Linked DNA regions of Hordeum vulgare: region 1 is linked to region 2. The links are chromatin contacts, called in public Hi-C maps. All regions are on one chromosome and are shown on one strand. Each heading gives the region's core, a stretch centred on a gene start, on an enhancer-like site or on the middle of the called end of the contact. The rest is flanking DNA. Distances are from core to core; before and after follow the strand shown. Region 1 holds the start of LOC123397871. Region 2 holds the start of LOC123452224 (scarecrow-like protein 34).

Region 1 (3,682 bases), core at 1,005-3,504, 640 kb before region 2:
ACTGAGTTGTCCGGTGACCAATCAACTTGGACTCTGGAGAGAAAGAGATAGATGCATTCAACGGGGTGTCAGTTTGATCCCAAATGGCATCGACCAAATGAGCAATCAGTAGGAGCACTAGGAAATAGCAGTAGCAAGCCGTTGGTGGCATTGACGCACCTTCTGCTCATGAGCGCGACCTCGAGCGCGACGAGGCGTGTACCGTCGAACAGCCTGGCGTCCGTCCGGGCGTTCCTGGGGGCTGAGAGGAGCAGCTGGATGCACCTCTTGGAGTGCGCGTCGGCGGCGACGTGGAGCGGCGTCCGCGTGAGCTGGTCCCTGGCGTCGACGGAGGCCGGCGTGATCCCGTACTCCCCGTCGAGGAGGAGCCTGGCGCACTCGACGGCGTCGTGCCTGCAGGCGAGGTGGAGGAGCCTGTTGGACATCTCCTGGTCGAGGATCCTGGCGGCGTCGGAGCCGCCGTTGCCGCGCAACCGTCCCAGCGCCGCCTTCTTGATGCTGTCCACCGCCGCGAGGAGGAGCGCGGTGTCATCCTCCACGACGGCGCGGGACACGTCGGTGTCCTTGCCCATCCTCTCCGTCGTCCCGCCACCCTCTTGGCTCAAGCCCTGCACCAACCAAACCGAATCATCATCAAAATTTAAAAGTGACAAGTCAAACTCGCTGCAAAAAAATCCCAAGAAACATTTTTGTGTAGACGCCCGAAAAATCGCGCGCGAAAACCGAGACGAGAACCGATAGATCGAGAACAACATGACAAAAGTGAAGTATGGGAGAATGCAGCCAAGGTACTAGCATCATGACAAGAGTGGCGGTCTGCAGCCGGCCAGAGCGCAGGCACGAAACTGGAAACTGGATCGCCTCGGGGAGGGACACGCAAGGGAAAGAAGAACAAGCAGGCGCGACGAAAGCTCGGTCGGGAAAGCGCAGCTAGCGGGCTCTCGCTTGGCTCGAATCATGGAGGAAACGCGGACTGGTCACGTCGGTCGATCACGGGCCGGGGGCGACACGACGCCCGAGAACGAAGCTGGGAAAAGGGTCTGCTCCACGTCCAAAGCGATCGCCGAGGACGGAAAGCTTTCCGGTTATGATCGGAAGCGTGGAATCTCGTCTTCGTTCTCTCTCTCTCCACCGGCACCAGCAAGGGCCTGCCTCTGCCTGCCTCGTCAAATCAAATCGGGCCAAAAGAAAAGCCAAGACAAGCAAAGCCGGAAGGAATATACTAGATGACCTCATCAAACGACACCACCATGAGGAAGAAGAACACACGCGTTTGCGTTTCCTAATCTGATGTAAAAACTTGGAACTCGTGGGATAGAAAACCCCAAAGCAACACCCGATCGAGCCGAATGGCGGTAGAACACGCGCATGCAGGGCAATCGGACGGAAACTGAACTCGCTCTCCCCTCGTGAGGCTGCTAGAAAACGGACAGAATAGCGCACAGGATCGGAATCAGCACTAAGAAGAAAGAAACTAGCATAATTAAGCACCCGATGAAGCAAACGATTGATGAGCAAAACCAGAGCAAATGCACGGAATGGTCGGACGAAGGACGCACAAGCCCGGCGAGAAGAGAACTGGGGCCGGATCAAATCCGTGCGAAACACCCGGACCAATCCTCCCAAAACCCCAAGGAACAGGGGCAAGGAGAAAACCCCAACCCAACCCCGAAGCCAAAACGAAGCGACCCATCAGAACCAACGAAAACGAAGTACGCCGGCCTCCTCGCCGGCCGGGCCATGCAAAGCAAAACACCGACGGCGGAGGTCATCGGCGAGCCCCACCCAAAACCGCAAGGCCGAAATCATCTCGTACGTACGTACCGCGAAGAAATGGATGGAATCGAACACGCAGGGGGGGGCAAACAAAGCAGCAACACGCAGGTCACGCACGCAGCAATGCAGGCGGCGCTCGCGCTCTCACCTCTCCCATGCGCGCGGCCGGCATCGTGGAAACCCTCGCCGCGCCTGCTCCGCTGCTCGTGGAGAAACCCCTCACCGCCCTCCCCGGCCCTCGCTCGCACACACAAACAGACACCCTGCGCCTCCGCTCGATCGCCCTTCTCTTATGTAGATGTAGACCAGTGCTAGCGGAGCGCTCCTCCTCTCCTCCGGCACCCACACACCCACCGCGCACGGCGAGCCCAGACTGCAAAAGCAGCACTTATCCTGCGCTGGTCTGTCTGCCTGCCTGCCTGCCTGTCCCTCTCTTGTGACTGTCTCTCTAGCACAGCATGTCTCGGTAGCCGGTACCCACCCCACCCGTTGCTCACAGCTATCGTGCCCCACCACACCTCCCTCCCTCCTCCCCCCATTAAAAGCTCCACGCTTTTTGCCGTTCCTGACATGCCCGGGGCGCCGTGCGCGGGACGTAGCACGGAAACGGAAACGGGAGACCCCGTCGCGGTCGAGACGCGTGGCGCTCCACCACCGGCCCCCGGAAGCTGCCTCGAAGGTGGCGGGCGGGGTGTGCGGGAGTGGGACCATCGATCGACCTCCTGTCCTCCGGATGAGCTATGGCTAGGGTAGGGTAGGGTAGGGTAGGGTAGGGGTGGGCGGGGCTCGCTTTGGTCCGCTTTGTCGATCATCGCCTTCCGCTGGGCCCCCGCTGCCGTGTCAGAGCGGAGGGGACAGCCGCTGCTGCTGAGCCGGAGCTGTGGGGGCGGCCGGCCGGGCGGTGCTCGTCGAGGAGAGAGAGAGGAGGAGGAGGAGGAGGAGGGTTTCTGCTGCTGCGCGTTGGGTGGCTGACCGGTGGGGTCGGAGAGCCGTGGCCCCGGAGTGGCAGCGTGCGGTGCTGGGGTTTTGCGGCGAGGGGTTTGGTTGGTTGGGAGGAGGAAAGAAGGTGGTTTTGTGGCGTATCTTCCTCGGGGCGCGCGGAGATAGGCGTGTGTTGGTGGGGTTGGTACGTACGTACGCTGTGGACGCATGAGGACAGGGACGATCGCGGGGACCCGGGGTGGACTGGACCGGCGGACCCATGGACGGATGGATTGACGGATCAGAAGCCAATGGAACGGGATAATGATTGGTGCACACCATCGCTGCTGCTGTGTGAACGAACGAGCGTGGGGTTCGTGTTCCATCCGTGCGTTCGTGCGTGTGTATGCATTGCCGCATGGGCATTGGCATGCCTTCCGGTGGGAAAGATTCATTCATTCATTTCGTCGTGTGGCCGGCGGAAGGAAGGAATTGCTTTGCTTCTTCTGTTTGGTGGCATGGATCTATCGCGCACCGTGAAGTTGCCACCGCGGGGGGAGGCTCGTGAGGAGGCGCGCACACGCCGCGCGTTTCCTTTCGTGGAGGGGGCATCGGATTGGGCCGGGCGCGCGTGCTCCTTAGGTCTAGCAGTGCGGGTGTGGCAAATACACGGTGAGAAACTAGTACTACAACCTAGCCGCTTTGTAAGCATGCAGAAAATGCATGTGTGCTGGTGTGAATGTGCTACGAGGAAGGAATCTGATGGGTTTGAAACGGGACAGCCAACGGGCTAGTCAAGCGGCCGTGCGTGCGTGCGTGCGTACGGTTAGTTAACGTTGGTGCGTGCACCGGGCGGGCTACATGAGGCGATCGATCAATGCGCGCGCGCGCGCACAAACGTTCTTGTGCATGCATGCATGCTTTTCCGCTTTGCTGCTTCACTTGGACCACGGGATCAGGTGTCAGGGCCCCCCCGATCGAGGGG
Region 2 (3,528 bases), core at 497-2,996:
AACATCTAGGAGGACTAGGGTTTCGGGATATGGAAATTTTCAATAAGGCGATGCTGTCTAGACAGATTTGGAGGCTGATTCAGTTCCCCGAGTCGCTGTGTGCTAGGGTTCAAAAGGCTAGGTACTTCCCCAATACACATGTGCTTGAAGCGGCCCCAAAATCGGGCATCTCCTACTCATGGCGAAGTCTGTTGCATGGGCTGGAGCTAATCAAGGAGGGCTACATTTGGCGCATTGGCGATGGCGAGAGTGTCAGCATTTGGCGGGACCCTTGGATTCTGAGACCGTGGTCGATACGAGTGATTACGCCTCGGCGGGGAAACCTACTGGAGTACGTCAGCGACCTTATCGATCCGGCTTCAGGGACCTAGGACAAGCGACTTGTTCGGGAGACTTTCTGGACTGATGATGCCCGGTATATCCAGTGAATCCCGCTAAGAGAGGGTGTGCCGGACTTTGTGGCCTGACAGTATGATAGCAAGGGAGCACATTCTGTGAAAAGCGCATACAAATTGCAAGTAAAGCTCATCAAACCTCGGTAACAAGGAGAAGTGGGTTCTAGCTCAGCAGCAACAATTATAAGCCTAGGCTCGAACGACTCTTGGACGAGGATGTGGAAGCTACCAGGCCCGAGAAACATTCAGATGTTCGCCTGGAGGTTGAAGCATGGGTCTCTGGCACTCTGCTCGAACCTCAAGAAGAGGGGCATTCCAGTGGAGGACACTAAGTGCCTCTTCCGTGGGAGGGCCGAGGAAGATGGAGGACATCTCTTGATCAAATGCAAATATGCTAAGGTGGTCTGGAGGGCGTTGGAGCTGGAGAAGGAAAGGAGGGATCTGCAAGAAATTCCATCGGTGTATCGTGCCTTAGACTACATATGGAACTTGAGTGAGATAAAACGCATGCACATCCTCACGTTCTGGTGGCTCTGGTGGTCCAACCGAAACAAACTCAGGGAAGGGGAGTTGCCGGAGCCTGCCGAGGAGGTGGCAAGGAGATCCAGGGCTAATGTGTTGGAATATATGCAAATATTCAGTGCGCCAAAACCCGGGAAGTGCCCCACTCGGTGGAGACCGCCTCCAGGTGATATGATAAAGATTAACGCAGATGGCTCATTCATCCCGGGGCAGGACAACTCGGGATGGGGCGTTGTTGCTCGTGATGCTACCGGAGAAGTAATCGCTGCGCGCGCGGGTCGGCAGGATCATGTACAAAATGCATTCGCTGCTGAGGTTTATGCCCTCTCACATGCAATATCACTAGGTGCTGATCTAGGCTTGGTGAAAGTTATCTTCAAGACTGATAGCATGCTGCTTATGGAAGCTATGGACCTTGCTCGAGTGGATGCGTCGGCGTATGCAGCGGTGATTGAAGACCTAAAATACCAACTGGAGATTTGGTTCTCCAAGCATAAGATAACGGTGTGTCGCCGAAAGGCAAACTTCGCTGCGCATCAGCTAGCTAGCATTGGTCGTATGTATGAAATTAACCACTTTGAGGAGTGGGAGAGCCTTGTTCCTGCCCAAGTGGCAGCTTGTGTTGAGGATGATTTGCACTCGCACCGTTATAGTTAATGAGAATTGATGTTGCCTTTAAAAAAGAAGGAGACGACCTCTTCTTGACCGGACCGATGCCGGGCCGAACCTAACCCGACCACAGCCCAGCCCACAGCCCACAGCCCACAATGCCGGCCGCCGCAGAAACATCAGAATATTCCGTCCACCAGCGTGTCCCTCCTCCCTCTCTTCCTCTCCCTCATCCCCTCGCCTCACCTCCCCATTCCCCTTCTCCCTCCCGTCTTCTCTCAGTTCCGGTGGCCAATCCCCCCTGATCCCACCCTCCGCTCCTTCGCAGAACCTTCCGCTCCCAACCTCTACAAAACCACCAAAACCCCAACTTGCCCTCTCCCACCTCCCCCGCCGCCATGGGCTCCTCCTCCTACCTCCCCCACGACATGGATTTCCCCTCCTACCTCCCCGCCGACACGGGCTCCCCCGGCTCCGGCGACCCCTCCCTCAACCTCTACCTATCCGACCTCATCCCCGGCTCGCCCTCCGCCTACCTCGACCTCCCCCCGACCCCGCACCACGAGCAGGAGCAGCAAGAACCCTCCCCTGACGGCCACGACGCCGCCGCCGGCGGCGGCGGCGGCGGCGGCGACTCCCCCTCCTCCACGCCGGAGGACCTCGTGCTGCCCTTCATCTCCCGCATACTCATGGAAGAGGACATCGACGACAAGTTCTTCTACGACTTCCCCGACAACCCCGCGCTCCTCGAGGCGCAGCAGCCCTTCCTCGAGATCCTCTCCGATCCCTCCTCCAACTCCACCTCCGACGACAGCAACAACCGCGCCGTCTCCCCGTGCTCCCCCTCCGACGCCTCCGTCGGCACCGCCGCCCAGCTGCCCCCCACGCCCGCCGCCGTTGACTCCTACGACCGCTTCCGGTACGAGCCCGTCGACCTCGATCCCGCCGCCTTCTTCGGCGGCGGCGCCAACTCCGACCTCATGAGCTCCGCCTTCCTCAAGGGGATGCAGGAGGCAAACAAGTTCCTGCCCAGTCAGGACAAGCTCGTCATCGACCTCGAGGCCTCCTCTGGCCAGTTCTTCAAGGGCGTCGAGGAGGGCAACAAGTTCCTGCCCAGGGAGGACAAGCTCGTTGCTGGATTCAATGGCCACGCAGCTCCTGCGTCGGCGCCGGCTGTGCTCAGCGTAAAAAAGGAGGAGGCGGTGGATTCGGTCTCGGCCAACTCTGGTGGCGGCCGAGGTCGGAAGAACCCCTACCATGATGACGAGCTGGAGCAGGAGGGTGGCAGGAGCAGCAAGCAGAGTGCGCTGGGAGACGACGTCTCTGCACGGGAGATGTTCGACAGGATGCTGATGCCCTCAGACGAGATGTGCATCGTGCAGATGGAGAACCTGCGGATCGCCATGCAGGAGGCGGTGGCAAAGAATGATGGCGGCGGCGGGAAGGGGGGCAACGGCAAGGGGAGGGGCCGGCGTGGTGGTTCCGATGTGGTGGACCTGCGCACGCTGCTCATCCATTGCGCGCAGGCTGTTGCCACGGATGACCGCCGGAGCGCTACAGAGCTGCTGAAGCAGATCAAGCTGCATGCTCGCCCTGATGGCGATGGGACTCAGCGCCTCGCGCATTGCTTTGCAGAGGGCCTGCAGGCGCGGATGGCGGGCACAGGTGGCCTCGTACACCAGTCGCTCATGGCAACACGCATCTCAGCTGTGGACATGCTCAAAGCTTACCAGCTGTACATGGCAGCCATCTGTTTCAAGAAGGTGTTTTTCCTATTCTCAAATAGTACAATCTATAATGCCTCCCTGGGGAAGAAGAAGATACATATCATCGATTATGGTATACAATATGGGTTCCAGTGGCCGTGCTTTCTGCGACGGATATCACAAAGGCCTGGAGGGCCGCCAAATGTTAGGATCACTGGTATCGATCTCCCCCAGCCTGGGTTCCGGCCAACAGAGCGGATTGAGGAGACAGGGCGCAGGCTCAAGAAGTATGCCCA

The links. Hi-C and Micro-C count contacts between places; a contact is called where the count stands out from the background.
Region 1: a Hi-C map of leaf shows a contact between it and region 2, with 2.9 times the contacts expected there. The contact joins the promoter of LOC123397871 here to the promoter of LOC123452224 in region 2. A contact is called at or near these places in 2 of 6 Hi-C or Micro-C datasets (leaf and seedling) and 1 of 1 datasets of contacts at active chromatin or transcription factors (embryo).

The regions. Positions count from the first base shown.
Region 1 is chr5H:88,017,482-88,021,163 of MorexV3_pseudomolecules_assembly, reverse strand. It overlaps LOC123397871, which reads right to left and starts at 2,254. Exons shown (of 14, transcript XM_045092392.1): 1 at 1,925-2,254; 2 at 160-608; 3 at 1-33. The coding sequence starts at 1,948.
Region 2 is chr5H:87,372,723-87,376,250 of MorexV3_pseudomolecules_assembly, reverse strand. It overlaps LOC123452224 (scarecrow-like protein 34), which reads left to right and starts at 1,746. Exons shown (of 2, transcript XM_045128839.1): 1 at 1,746-3,528. The coding sequence starts at 1,925.